Regions from separate parts of the Sus scrofa genome. Here regions 1, 2, 4 and 5 are each linked to region 3. The links are chromatin contacts, called in public HiChIP or PLAC-seq and promoter capture Hi-C maps. All regions are on one chromosome and are shown on one strand. Each heading gives the region's core, a stretch centred on a gene start, on an enhancer-like site or on the middle of the called end of the contact. The rest is flanking DNA. Distances are from core to core; before and after follow the strand shown.

Region 1 (2,700 bases), core at 185-2,684, 240 kb before region 3:
GCTGGCACCCCCCGCCCCCGCCGACCCCAGCCTCCCCAGATGCCCAGATGGGGATGCATGGCAAGAGTAATCCTCTGCATGCCAGATGCGGCTCAGAAGACTTGGAGACCCACGGGATCTGCTCCCATTGACTGACTTCGCCACCTGCTCACAGTGACAGGCTGGAGTGCCCAGGTGCCAAGTAGGGCCCACTCACCGTGCGGCAGTGGGTTTGGATCTGCCACTGACAGTCCTCCTGACACTGGCCAAGTCAATTCCCCTCTCCAGCCTCTGTTTCCCCGTTTGTAAAATCATCTTTTCGGTTGTTTCCAGTGCTGACACTTGACTGTCATTCCAGGTGACTCCCTGGCTGTGTGTCGGACCCTCCTCTGGCCAAATCTGTTGCACAGAGGAGGGGAAGAAGGGGTGAGGGGGTAGCATGTTCCCTCATCCCTAGAGCAGGGTTTCCCCAATCCTTTTTGAACCCCTTTACCATTTCAATTTCTCTCCCCATGGTCCTACCAACTGAGACTGCGACCACACATGGAGTGTGTGTGGCGGGGGTGGATCTGCAGCTTTAAACTTCTAGTGGTCTCTGAAATAAAAGAATGAAAACGGGGAGTTCCTGTTGTGGTTCAGCGGTAATGAGCCTGACTAGTATCCATGAGGACGATCCCTGGCCCCACTCAGTTGGTTAAGGATCCGGTGTTGCCATGAGCTGTGGTGTAGGTCACAGATGCAGCTTGGATCCCGAGTTGCTGTGGCTCTGGCATAGGGTGGCAGTTACAGCTCCATTTTGCCCCCTAGCCTGGGAACTTCCATATGCCATAGGTGCAGCCCTAAAAAGCAAAAAGAAAAAGAAAAAAGAAAAGAAACTGGGGGAAGTAGTGAGTGGTGAGAAGATGGATGGGTGTGGGATGGGGGAGGGAATAGAGAGAAAAGGGCAGATCCAAGAAGGAATTAGGGAGGGAGGGAGGGAGGGAGAGGAGAATGATTCCCCCCAGGACACAAGGTCTTGGCCCAGCCAGCTGTGAGTGGGCAGCCAGGCTGGCCCCTCCCTTGATGCTGCCAATACCAGCTGCCAGGCAGAGGGGAGGCCCCAGAGGAGAGGGAAGCTGGGTAAAGGGAATGGAAGGCTTCCAGGGCCACCTTGCCCAACTCCACACGCTCCGCAGAGGGGCGCTCAGGGAGGGGGCTGTGAGCCAGGCAAGGCTCAGGGAGGGTGTTCCCTGTTGTGGCCAGGCCTAGAGGCAGTGGGGAGCTTGTGAGGAGGATTCAAGACGGCCTTCCCTGGACTTTCTGAAGATAGGACCAGCCTCAGATGTGACTGGGCTCGCGTGAACTGAGGGCCAGGATCACGCACGGATCATAGTCTGCGGATCAGGCCACGTGCCCACGGTGGGACCCCTTCCCCGCTCTGCACTCCACTTCTCATCTGCAAAATGTCAGGGGGTTGAGCATTTGACTGCCAGGGTTCGTTCTTGTTTCTACTGCAGCGGGTGAGTGCACGGTGGTGGGAGTGGTGGAAGGAGGGTGATGGGGCCCTCTGAGTGAGCTGGCTTCTCTGGAATCCCCAGTCTTTCCCCTGGCCAGGGCTTCGCCACTGAGATCACAAAAGCTGCGTCCCCAACCCACGTAAACACACACGCGTGCGCGCGCGCGCGCGCACACACACACACACACACACACACACATTAAAATTTTGAGTCTAGAGATTCAAGAGGTGACATAAGCTGGGGCTGCAGGCATCTCCAGCCGGTCCAACCCTTCCCTCCTCCCTTTTTACAGATGCGAAAACTGAGGCTGTGCTTTGGAATTTCCAGAGCCCGGGATTTCCCAGCCCTCCCACCCCCATCCTCCAGCCACCGCTTCGCCTCTTGCCCAGCACGGGCCGCGGCCGCTCCGCGGGGCCGCAAGCGAGGGCAGGCTGGGACTCCCGGGGGGACCCCGCCGTCGGGGCAGCCCCCACGCCCGGCGCCGCCCCGCCTCGCCTCGCCGCCTGAGGCCCGGGGAGCCAGCCACCGAGGGCGGAGGCAGGGAGAAAGCGACCGAGGCTGGGAGGGGTGGTAGCGAGAGCTCGCGCGCTGTGTATGGTCTATCAGAGGCAGCTGACCTTTGAGGAGGAAATCGCTGCTCTCTGCGCCTTCCTGTAGTAACAGCCGCTGCCGCCGCCGCCGCCGCCTCCGCCGCCGCCGCCAGGAGCCCGGGCCGGGAGCGAACGCCGGCCCCGCTGCCGGACGGCTCGGCGCGACCAGGTGGGTGGCCCGGCCGCGCGTCCCCGGCGGCGCGCGCCGAGAGGGGGCACTCGGCTGCTGCCCGGGCCCCCGCGCTCCGGGCCCCGGAGCCCGACAGCCGGCGGCGGCGTGCCGGGAACCGTCCCCGGGACCGAGAGGGAGTTTCGGCGCAGCGCTCAGCGCGGACGGGAGACGGGGGACGCAGAGGGAGGGAGGGGTCGAGGGTGGGCGCCGTCCCCGCCCGCATGGGCAGGGGGCGCTGTCGGACCGGCCAGAGGGAGACCGCGGGCACAGCTCAGGGGGTCGCAGCCCCAGAGAGGGAGCGTCTGCTTCCCCGGCTCTCGCCCCTTCGCGACCCCAGCCATGGGCCCGCCGTGACGGAGCCGTCCAGTGGGAACCGTCGGTGGCGTGGCCCTCACTTTGGGCCAGAATATCCCCGGTTCCCAGAAACGGGGACTCAGGAGTTCGAGGCAGGGGAGGGGGATTC
Region 2 (2,700 bases), core at 95-2,594, 230 kb after region 3:
TAACTATCCGAAAGACCTATTCTTCCAGTTTTCCCATAGCACAGAGTGCCTCACTCCTGGTTTCCACCCTGAGCTCTGCTTAGTGGGTTCTGCAGGTCAGCAGCTGCCATGGCTCATGGTTTAATCCACGTAGAGGCAGATGGCAAGTAACCGTAAATGCGAAACTCCAGTTCACAAGATTTAACTTACATAAGTGACTCACATTATATTTCTAGCCTCTGAGACACTGCTGTCCCAGAGCCTACTCCGATTTGTTGTGCGAAATAACCAATGCTATAAGACAGATGAATGGGTGAATTAAGACAGACAGCCTGGGGAGTTCCCACTGTGTGCAACTGGTTAAGTATCTGGCCTTGTTACTACAGAGGCTCCATTCCCTGCGGTCTCCAGGGTTCAATCCCAGGCCCAGGAACTTCCACCTGCCTCCGGTGGGTGGGGGGCGGGGCTGGGCGACAAAAAGTCGGGTAGGGGGGAATACAGTCTCCGCCTTCCACGAGGAAAATGGATACAGCATTGCCCTAGAAGTTAGGAGATGTGAGTTCTGGACTTGGATATACTGTAAACACTGTGTAGCCTAGGACAAGCACCGCCAGACTACAGGCATCAATTTGTCCATACATCTGGCACTTGATCTCTGAGGTCTAGGAGTAAGCGGCTAAATGGCAGAGAAAGGCGGGGAAGCCTGGTACAACAGGACTTGTTTCCTATCAGGCTCCAACCTAACATGAGAGCTTGGACCAAGAGGAGGAGACAGCAGGAATCAGAGACTAGACGCCCCGAACCCAGCGCGGGTACCACCGGCTTCCTCGGGCCGACGTCACCGGGGCGCGACGGCGTCTTCTGTCGGGTCCCCCACTCCAGGCAGCAGCGCCTCCGACGGTCCCTTCGGTGAAGGTGAGTGCCGGAATAACAGAGAGGCAAACGGTCCTCGAGTCTCTCTGAGACTCCGATCTCACTCCACCACCCTCTGCTGCCCTCCCTTTTACTTCACCCTTATCGGGCACAGGAGCCGAGAGATAGGAGCAGAGCTACCATCGTTCAGAGCCGAACCTCAGCGCGGCTGCGCAGGGCACGTGCACATCCTCTCGGAGTCCCGGCGATTGGCTGTGACGTAACTTCCGGTGTGAGCGGCGAAAGCCGGGAGGGCGAGCGAGAGAGAGCAGGCAGCAGGCAGCAGGCGGGCGGACGGACGGCACGAAGGGAGGGAGCAAGTGAGCAGTGAGTGGGCCAGCGAGAGCGGCCGCGTCCCGAGAGCAGCCGAGATTCCTCCCGTCCCTCTGACCCTCTCCCCGGAGCCCACAGCGCCTCCGGTCTCCAGCGGAGCGGACACGGCCCGGCCCGGCCATGGCCTCGTTGCTGAAGGTGGATCAGGAAGTAAAGCTCAAGGTAGGGGTACGGTCCGGGCTTCCTTACTCCTTGCTTCGATCCTCGAGCTGTCTGACTGGCTCCCTACTCCCCATGGCGTCTTTGTCTCCCTGGGGACACCAGCCCTGAGCTTCCGCTCGGCTCAGCCCAGCCCCCCACTCCCAGAGATGGCATCGGGGGAGACGCTACTATGGGGTGGCCTTCTGTACCCTGTCTAATGGTGGAGAGCCCCGGGGAGACTTCCGCGGACACGTGGTGGACTTAGTGCTTTAGGCCAGTGACAGCTGGAAGTCCCCCCAGCCCAGCAACGTCCCCATCTCTGGGCGCTGCTACTGCCCCTGCCCTTGGCGTCAGGCCTGCCTCACATCCTAGGCCAGGTTTGTATGGGGGTTGACATGTTTGTGAGCTCACGCCTCTCCCATCTACCTGTCTTTTGTCTGCTTTCAAATTCAGACAAGCTACAGACAAAGGGAGGGAGGGAGGGAAGACAGGTGGGTGCTGCCCTCCAGCCCCGCTTCCCTCTCCTGAGATGGAGAAATGGATCCTTAAAAAAATAAAGTATTTGCAGTCTGGGGGCCTCTCAGCTTCTCATTACAATTACAAGGTGAGGGAAAGACAGTTGGATTTGGGTTTCCCCATCCTGCCCATACTTCTCTTGCCAGGTACTGACTTGCTCTTACTGAATTGCTTTCTTTGTTAATTTTAGGTTGATTCTTTCAGGGAGCGGATTACAAGTGAGGTGAGTGAAAGAAGTAGAAAATCGAGCATTGGTTAATGGTTGGGAGTTCTCCAGAGAAGAGATGTCTGTAGAGACAGACCTTCCCTCAGTTACTAATTCAGCTATATTTTCCCTCATCTTTAGGCAGAAGACTTGGTGGCAAATTTTTTCCCAAAGAAATTGTTAGAACTTGATAGTTTTTTGAAGGTGAGAGACCCTTTTCTTTTCCTCAGAGTCCCCAGTTTTTTTGGCCCTGGTCTTTCTGTCAAATGGGACAAATGACGTGTTGATTCTATCTTGTTTTGTGCTGTAAAGCCGTCTTCATATGTTGCCCTTGAAATGAAATACTTCTTTGTTCATTTTGAAAAGACTGATGTTTTGGGGGTGGGCGTCTCTTTTCAGGAGCCAATCCTAAACATCCATGACCTAACTCAGATCCACTCAGACATGAATCTCCCAGTCCCTGACCCCATTCTTCTCACCAATAGCCATGATGGACTGGACGGTGTAAGTATCCTGTATTTATCTCTGTGTGTGTGCCGAAGCAGTAGGCGCTCTGTCCTCAAGTCTCTGGTCAGCTTGAACGTGTACAGGGGTACAGGGGACAGTGGGATTTG
Region 3 (2,700 bases), core at 88-2,587:
CAGGGGAGGCGTGAGTAGCCTCTGGCTGCCCATGTCCAGCTCAAGGCTGAACTGGCGGTCATGTCCACCAGATGACCTCCTCGAACAGTGACTCTGCAGGCATATGAGACTGTGTGTCCATATGTCTCAGGGAATTTCCTGAAAGTGTGCAGTTTGCGTCTTCAATTGGGTCCTGTAAAACTCAGCTTAAGATATCTTTGCGAAAATTGTGGTCTCAGAGTTCCCTCGTGCCTCACCACATTAAGGATCCAGCATTGTCACTGCTGTGACTTGGGTCAGTGCTGTGGCCTGGCTTCGATCCCTGGCCCGGGAACTTCCACATGCCACAGGCAAGGCAAAAAAAAAAAAGAAAAAAAGCTTGGCCTCAAGTCCTTAAGTCCTTATAACTCTTCCATCCTTGACTCTAGGATTAGATCCAGGTTCTGTGGGGCCAGAGGCATATACATTTGGGGAGACCTCTTTAGGAATAATACAAAAAAAAAAAACAAAAAACAAAAACAAAATTAAGTATGAAAGTGAGCATTTATTTAGTTTGGGAAAATAAACCACAGCACATTACTGCAATTTCCCAGATGGCAACTTGGCTTTGCTTCTCGAGGACGACTGCCAATTCCACCCTCTCCAGCGCTCATTAGGTAAACCCTTGCCACTAAGTCTCTCCTTTCTCCTGTTCACAAGGTCTACCTTCTGGCAGCTCTACTGAGCTCCCACACAGAGCTTTCCTGCTATTATCTCTGGAAAACTGGCGTATCACTAACTCTGGGTGATGTGGGGAGTACTGCACGGGAGCCACGGCACATGACCTCGGTCCTCACCTCCCTAAATATCCCTGGAACATACAGGACCTCAATTTCTCCATCTGTGAAACTGGGTGGTGGCACAGGGGTGTGTGTGGGGGGGACGGTTCTGTGATCTCGCACATGAGGATCCTAGACTGGGAGGACGCCAGTCGCTGGGCTGGGGACACCAAGCCCTAATTTAAGTACTACCCTATAACCTCCACCGCCGTCCCCGCGATTTATTAAGAGGGGAAGCCAGTTGTTAGTTCTACTTTAGCCGCTGTCTCCTGGGTGACCTAGCTAAAGCCAGTCTCTTCTCTCAGAGTCTGAAGGGCACCCGTGAAACGGGCTTTCCAGCCGACCTTGCTCTATTAGTCCAGGCACGTCAGATTCTCTAAATGTGGTCTCACGCCACCTCCCAACTACCGAGCTCCGCCTCTCTGCAAAGGCAGGCGCCCCGCTCCATGAAAAATCTCGCGAGAATCCCTCGACTCACCAAAGTTGAGATTTTTGGCCTTTTCCAGGTTCCGTAGCTCGGAGTCGCAGCGCCGGAACTAGTGTTAACGGGTCGCGGCGGGGGAAGACTCCGCGGTGGTGCACGCGGAACCAAAGTCCGGAGGTCTCAGTAAGTAGGGGACCGACCCGAACCTCAGCGGCCCCCTCTAGTCCCCTCCTCCGATTCCTTGAAGATATTGGTGATTATCAAGAGCGCCCAGGATTTCTGAATCCCCAGCCTAATGACTTAGCAGCTCCTGCCTATTTCACTCCTCCCAAGTTTTCGATTCAATTCTGCGAATTCACTGCTCCATCTGAGTTGATAAACCGAGATTTAGAGCGTAGCCCCGAGGCGCCGTTTCCTGGGCCCTGTCCCCTCCCCCGGGTCTCTCTCAGTCCGCCCTGAGACCCCGTCCCTGGTCCAAGTCCCCTCTCTTAGGTCCACGTCCCTCCTCTTAGGTCCAGGTCCCCCAGTTGTCTTCGGCCTCAGCCACATAGCTCTCAGTCACCCTCGCCTTGTCTCCTTGACCGTCCACAGGCCGGGCCATCATGGCTGTATTCCGATCGGGCCTCCTGGTGCTGACAACGCCGCTGGCCTCCCTGGTCCCTCGCCTGGCCCCCATCCTGACCTCGGCGGCCCGGCTTGTGAATCACACGCTCTATGTACACCTGCAGCCCGGCATGAACCTGGGGGGCCCGGCTCAGCCCCAGTCTAGCCCCGTGCAGGCCACATTTGAAGTTATCGATTTCATCACGCACCTCTATGCTGGCGCCGATCTCCACAGGCACCTGGACGTCAGAATTTTGCTGACCAATATCCGAACCAAGAGCTTTCTCCCTCCCCTGCCTAGCTCGGTCCAGAACCTGGCCCACCCACCGGAAGTAGTGCTGACTGACTTCCAGACCCTGGATGGAAGCCAGTACAACCCGGTCAAGCAACAGCTAGAGCGTTATGCCACCAGCTGTTACAGCTGTTGTCCGCAGCTGTCTTCGGTGCTGCTATACCCCGATTATGGGCCCGGAATGCTGCCTGTGCAGCCCCTAGATGTCCCTTTACCCTCCACCATCAGGCCGGCCTCCCCCGTGGCCAGGTCTGCAAAGCAACCAGTGCGTGGCCACCAGCGAGGGGCTGTAGGTGGCACCTTTGACCGCCTACACAATGCCCACAAAGTGTTGCTCAGTGTGGCCTGCATCCTAGCCCAGGAGCAGCTTGTGGTGGGAGTGGCAGACAAAGACCTGTTGAAGAGTGAGTGAGAGAGACCCTGGATTAGGGCAGTTTTACCCCCACCCCACCCCCAACCCCAGGCCAAGACTGAGGAAGAGTAGGGTGGTCCAGTACTTCCTGCCCCTTCGCACATGTAACCGTGCGTGGCACTCAGTTCATGCTGAGGACATTTTTTAAATGAATAAATGCAGCTTTCTAGGT
Region 4 (2,700 bases), core at 165-2,664, 140 kb before region 3:
TCAGTCATAACGCAGCCTAAATCCAAAAGATTGAGACTTACTGTTCTGATTTATTCAAACCAATGCTTTATCAGCACAACCAGCCAAAGAATGACAACCCATAGGCAGAATAAACATACCCTTTAGATGCACACCCCCAAAAAACCAGCAGATACACATTATATACATTTTTAATAAGGGTTAACACTATCCATCCAATTTGTATAACACAGAGGGATGTGGACTAAACATGGAGAAAATGACTTCATGTTGGTTTGAATCTTGCTAACCGAAATGCAACCACACCCCCCAAACACAGGTAAAGTTTGCACACTTGGTTCTGCCAAGGCCAGCCTGTCTTTGTTTCCCTCTTCTCTGCATTTACCCAAGACCTTGGCTCTGAGACAGAAAACTCCCACTCTCGATTGGTTCATTCCGGCCTATGCAATTAAGCAACACCACAATCCAGTAAACGCAAGGGCTCAATTATTTATCTTTTGGCCAAGTTTACCAGGTGTTTATAAAAGAACAATGCCAGGAGGAAAAAGGTTTATTTCTCTCTAGAGTTGGTTTGATGGGGGTTTTATTTTGTTGGGTTTTTTTTAAGAAGGGGGAGGAGAGAAACACGATTTAACCTAGAAAAAGACGAGAGGGAGTTTAGAAAGAGAACGAGATTGTCAATTTCCCTACAGGAAACTTGATTCTTATGCAATAACCCTAACCATGAACAACCAGCCCGTGAGGCTGGAGGAGGAAGACACCTATTCCTACCTCTCCAGGGGGGCACAGCTGGATCCTACAGGAGCGGGAACTGGACAAGACGGAGGAAGTGGCTCAGCCGGAGCCGCCGGGCCCGGCCGGGGGGGCGGGGAGGAGGCGCTTGCCAACCCACCCCTCCGTGATCTTCGCCAGCATGACAGTCGCTCCTGCGGCCGGAACGTCCCCAGAGCCCCAAGGAGCAGGAAGTCGGGGGCTGTCCCTCACTCCTGCCACCGCCACTCTAGAGTGCCCTGGCCCCAATGGTCCTCCCCCTCGAGCCCCTTCTCACTCTTCCACCGCGTCTCCTCTTTCTCCAAAGAATGAAAACTTCCTTCCAGCGTACCCTGTCCCTTCAGAGGCCGACTCCTGTCATCCTGGGAACGACCCTTCAGAACGACCCTCCCGGTCTCTTCGTATCCCCTCTGCCCTACTGAAGCTTCTGTCCACTACTCCCTCAAACACCCCAGAGCATCTCAGCCCTTCTGGCACCCACCCCTGGATCCCCGGCCCGGAGGCCGTCGCCCGGGGAGGGGGGGGGCGGCCCCACCCTTAACCCCCTTCACCTGCTGCTCCGGCTGAGGCCCGACTGGCCGGGGCTGCGCTTGCGCCGGGGTGCGGGCCGCAGGGCTCCCTCAGGCCGCAGAGTCTCCCCTATTAGACACGGGGAGAGCGCCAAGTAGGGGTGCTCGTCAAGGATCCTGTTCGGGCTCGCTCCCTCCGCGGCGACGTCGGAACCCCAGGCTCCCCCTCCCGGTCTACGCCGCCGCAGCTCCGGAAACCGCTGAATTACAGCCCCTCCAGCCAATCCCCGCCCAGCCCCCGCCTGGCCTGGGCACTCCGCTCATGCATTATTCATGAGACGACCAGTTTTCTCTGCCACACAGAGGCCCTGGTGAATGTACTGTATCTCCGAAGCCCCACCCACTTGCCAATGAGGAGAGCTCCTTGGAGAAGGGGCGGAGCCAACACAAGGCCGGGAACGCCCCTGTACTGGCTGTTCCGAGGGCTCACTGCTACTCCCTCCGCAACAGTAAGGGAAGAGCCAAGGCCTTGGGCTGAGAGACCCGGAGGGAGGGAAGAAAGATGACCGGAATGTCCTGCTGAAAACTCAGCTGAGTTCCTGGCAGTGTGTGACGTCAAGACACTTTAAATGCCCCTGATGCGGCTCTCTTTTGCCTACTCTCCCTTTTCCCGGCCCTTGGCACCACGTGGGGGTGAGTTAGGAGCCACTTACCACGTGGGAATCAGCCAGTTAAACAGTACCCAGGTATCGCCAGATACTCTAAGACCTCAACGGCTGAATTGGGTTTTTGGGGACAGCCAAAAGAACATGGGTGACTCCCGCCTGCTTTGAACCTCAGTTTCTGCGTGAGTCGAGACACACACACCCGGAAACATGACGTGGAAGTAGAGTAATTACTAGAGTGCGTGGGGAGAGGGTAGTGGATTTAACCCCGTCCTCCGTTCCGTCTCTTCAAGCATCAAAGGCCAACACGACTCGCACATTGGCCTGTTCACGGGAATGCAGGAGACAGTACAGATAAAGAATGACACGTATACACATTGTTTTTATGTGTCTGAGTTGAAATACTTGAAATTGCGTGCCTTTATCTTTTTCGCCTGTCTACTTCGAGTGCAAGTTCTACTCCATTGAAACCAGTAGTTTATAGGAAATGTAGACATTTTATCTTGCATAATAGAGGATGTACTTTGCATAATAGAGGATTGTATGTATGTGCTGGTACAATCAGGGTTTTAAAAAATAACAGCTATTAGTGCTTATTTGTGTTTATTGTGTTTGTTTAGTACAAAGAGGTATTAAGATGAAATCCAAAAAGGGACCTTTTATCAGGTGTTCCCACCGTCCAGCGGAAATGAATCTGACTAGCATCCATGAGGAAGCAGGTTGGACCCCTGGCCTAGCTCAGTGTGTTAAGGATCCAGTGTTACCATGGGTTGTGG
Region 5 (2,700 bases), core at 85-2,584, 170 kb after region 3:
TTTAAAAGTAGGAAAGATGATTAAAAACAAAGGAGGGAATCTGTAGGGTTTGGCTATGAAGGTGAGGGAGAGGAGAGATTAGGACTGACTCCAGCTTTGAACTGAGTTACTAGGACAATGGTGGAAGTAATAATAATTTTTAAAAGCCCATTAGGAGGAGAAGCTGGCCTGAGAAAAGGATGTATAATATGAGGTAACAATGGAACAGCTGTGATGTACTACAGAGAGTTAGAAATGGGAGTGGTGGTGGGAATGCTGGTGGTAGAAAGGGATTGGAGCTAGAAGTATAGGTTTAAGAGTCTCCTGCACATAAATGCCATATGAAGCCATGCGAGGGATGAGAGTTCTCAGAGAGGTGTACTGAAGAAGGCTGACATTCTTAGGAAATAACTACATTTAAACAATGATGGAAAAAGAGCATGAAGGGAAAGATCAGAAAGACAGTAACAGAAAAGGATAAAACAGTGCCATGGGAGCAAACGGGATGATGCCCTTTGAGAGAACATCATCTATTGAATGGTGGACCAGGAATTGTACACAATGAAGGATGGACTTTGATGGAGGAGATATTAGAGATCAGACAGGAAATTAAGAGGCTGGTAGAGGGAAGGAAACTCCATCTTTCCAAGGAGAGATGACTGCATGTTTGTAGACTAGAGGAGAGGAGCTAGGGGAAAGGGAAAAAGGGAAGATGAAGAGAAGTCCTGGAGGAAATTGGAAAGGAGAGGCAAGAAGATGCCAAAGGGTTGGGCTTATAAAGGAAGAGTGACACTTCCTCCTTTGAGTCCAAAAAGGAGCAAGGTGGAGAGGAATTTTTGAGAGATGAATTGTGTTAGGTGACAGAGAGGAAAGATTAAGGAGTTCACCTGTATGGATTTAATCTCACAAAAATAGAAGGGAAGGGCATTCTGCAGGGACACAGGAGATGAGAACAGGTGGAATGGCTTGATGGATGTGGAAAAGTTTGAAGAGTCACCTTGAAGAATGTGACAGGGAGTCAATAAAAGACAAAGTATCACTGGGGTGCATTGATTACCCAGCAGCGAGGTTAGTCAGGGAATCTGGGCTCAGTCATCAGGTTCTGGTGTTTGTTTTTTTTTTTTTTCCCCAGTAATACTCCTGGGCCAAGGTGTGAAAAAAAGGTCGTGGGGCAGGTGGGCAAGAATCAACAACTCTGGTTTGAAGTTCTCTGGATGGCAAATGGGTTTAAGGATCCTGCGTTGTCACTGCAGCTTAGGTGACTGCTGTGGTGCAGGTTCGATCCCTGGCCTGAGAACTTCCACAAGTCACTGGCAGAGCCAAAAACAAAACAAAACAAACAAACTCTGGTTTGGAAACTGAGCAGGAGGTAAGCAGGCAAGGGGACAGAATTGAGTAGTCTAGGCTGGGCAAAGAGTCGGGTCCAGAGACTTGAGACTAGATAGGTGAAGAAGTGGGAGAGTTGTGAGAGGGGTGGCTGTGGTCAAATATGGCAGCTCTGAGTCATGGAATCAGAGCCGTTTCCAGTGATAAAAGCTACAAATGTGCTCCTGGAGAATGATGGAGTGGAAAGAAAAAGGAATTGAGGAGAATGGGGAATTGCGAGGCGTTTAGCTTAAATGACACAAAAGTTAATATTAAAAGAAACCTAGCGAGTATTAACACTCTGGAGACCTGGGTTCTACTTGCAGTTCTACTATGCCTCTTTTGGGGAAGTCACTACCCTTCTCTAAGGCAGAATGAGAAAACTCCTCAGGGCTCTTTCTGATCTAGACAGCAAGGATTTGGGGGATAATGGCAAGGAACCAGCAGGGACGCCCGGAACCTTTCTGCTATGCTTTCTACCCGGACGAGTCGGGGAGGAGACCGGAAGTCCTTTGCCGCCGGGTTCCGGGGTTCCTGGGCTACTACGATGGCGATGAGTTTCGAGTGGCCGTGGCAGTATCGCTTCCCGCCCTTCTTTACGTGAGGCTCAGACCCCGAGAAGCCCCGCCGGGCCTCCCTCCCCTCCCCTGGACCCCGGGCTCAGCCCTGATGCTTCAAACGGGGAGGGGGAGAACGGACCCGATCGCCACTACCCGCAGTCCCTCACTTTCTCCCTAAAACGCGCCTCCGGCAAGCGCCGCCGGTCGCCCTCTCACGTCCTCTAATTCTTTGCCCCACCCGCTTCACCCGGTAGGTTGCAACCGAACGTGGACACTCGGCAGAAGCAGCTGGCCGCCTGGTGCTCTCTGGTCCTGTCCTTCTGCCGCCTGCACAAACAGTCCAGCATGACGGTGATGGAAGCTCAGGAGAGCCCGCTTTTCAACAACGTGAAGCTACAGCGTATCCTCCCTCAGGCTCTTCCACAGCCCACACACATGCACTTCCACACTTCCCTACATGCCCAGACTTCACACCCTCTTCACCCACAGAAGGCAGGTTCCCACCCAAACTGGACTTGGGAAAGAGCCAGTCTGTGCAGCTGACATCCATTTTTCCTCCAACTCCAACCCAAATGCAGTGCCAAGTGCTCTTGTCCTAGGCAGTGAGTACCCAGGTGTCATTCAGATCTTACATTTTCTGCCCGGAAGCCAAGTACCAAGTTTATCAACCTGAGCCTTTTTGACTCGTTGAATCTTCTGTCTTCCTCTGTATGAGGCTCAAACTCTGGCATTACCTTTAGTAATTTTCTCCACCTACTCTTCTCATCCCAGGAAGTAAGGGTCATTTGCTTTAGCT

What was found. Promoter capture Hi-C pulls out the DNA fragments that hold promoters and counts their contacts. HiChIP or PLAC-seq counts read pairs in DNA pulled down with a chosen protein or histone mark.
Region 1: a contact with region 3 is called in an H3K27ac HiChIP or PLAC-seq map of alveolar macrophages. The contact joins the promoter of STAT5A here to the promoter of COASY in region 3. A contact is called at or near these places in 1 of 5 promoter capture datasets (liver) and 2 of 2 datasets of contacts at active chromatin or transcription factors (alveolar macrophages and skeletal muscle).
Region 2: a contact with region 3 is called in an H3K27ac HiChIP or PLAC-seq map of skeletal muscle, with 6 times the contacts expected there. The contact joins the promoter of PSME3 here to the promoter of COASY in region 3. A contact is called at or near these places in 2 of 5 promoter capture datasets (fetal skeletal muscle and liver), 3 of 47 Hi-C or Micro-C datasets (embryonic fibroblasts and heart right ventricle) and 2 of 2 datasets of contacts at active chromatin or transcription factors (alveolar macrophages and skeletal muscle).
Region 4: an H3K27ac HiChIP or PLAC-seq map of alveolar macrophages shows a contact between it and region 3. The contact joins the promoter of STAT3 here to the promoter of COASY in region 3. A contact is called at or near these places in 3 of 5 promoter capture datasets (fetal liver, fetal skeletal muscle and liver), 1 of 47 Hi-C or Micro-C datasets (liver) and 1 of 2 datasets of contacts at active chromatin or transcription factors (alveolar macrophages).
Region 5: a promoter capture Hi-C map of liver shows a contact between it and region 3, with 5 times the contacts expected there. The contact joins the promoter of VPS25 here to the promoter of COASY in region 3. A contact is called at or near these places in 2 of 5 promoter capture datasets (fetal liver and liver), 3 of 47 Hi-C or Micro-C datasets (blood, heart right ventricle and subcutaneous adipose tissue) and 2 of 2 datasets of contacts at active chromatin or transcription factors (alveolar macrophages and skeletal muscle).

The regions. Positions count from the first base shown.
Region 1 is chr12:20,497,519-20,500,218 of Sscrofa11.1, reverse strand. It overlaps STAT5A (signal transducer and activator of transcription 5A), which reads left to right and starts at 1,434. Exons shown (of 19, transcript NM_214290.1): 1 at 1,434-1,478. It also overlaps a transcript of STAT5B not described here.
Region 2 is chr12:20,033,990-20,036,689 of Sscrofa11.1, reverse strand. It overlaps PSME3 (proteasome activator subunit 3), which reads left to right and starts at 1,344. Exons shown (of 11, transcript NM_214348.1): 1 at 1,344-1,386; 2 at 2,072-2,104; 3 at 2,228-2,290; 4 at 2,486-2,590. The coding sequence starts at 1,345.
Region 3 is chr12:20,261,369-20,264,068 of Sscrofa11.1, reverse strand. COASY (Coenzyme A synthase) reads left to right here and starts at 1,337. Exons shown (of 10, transcript NM_213789.1): 1 at 1,337-1,404; 2 at 1,813-2,520. The coding sequence starts at 1,824.
Region 4 is chr12:20,406,030-20,408,729 of Sscrofa11.1, reverse strand. It overlaps STAT3 (signal transducer and activator of transcription 3), which reads right to left and starts at 1,414. Exons shown (of 25, transcript NM_001044580.1): 1 at 1,302-1,414.
Region 5 is chr12:20,087,077-20,089,776 of Sscrofa11.1, reverse strand. VPS25 (vacuolar protein-sorting-associated protein 25) reads left to right here and starts at 1,334. Exons shown (of 7, transcript XR_002337103.1): 1 at 1,334-1,348; 2 at 1,753-1,944; 3 at 2,159-2,304.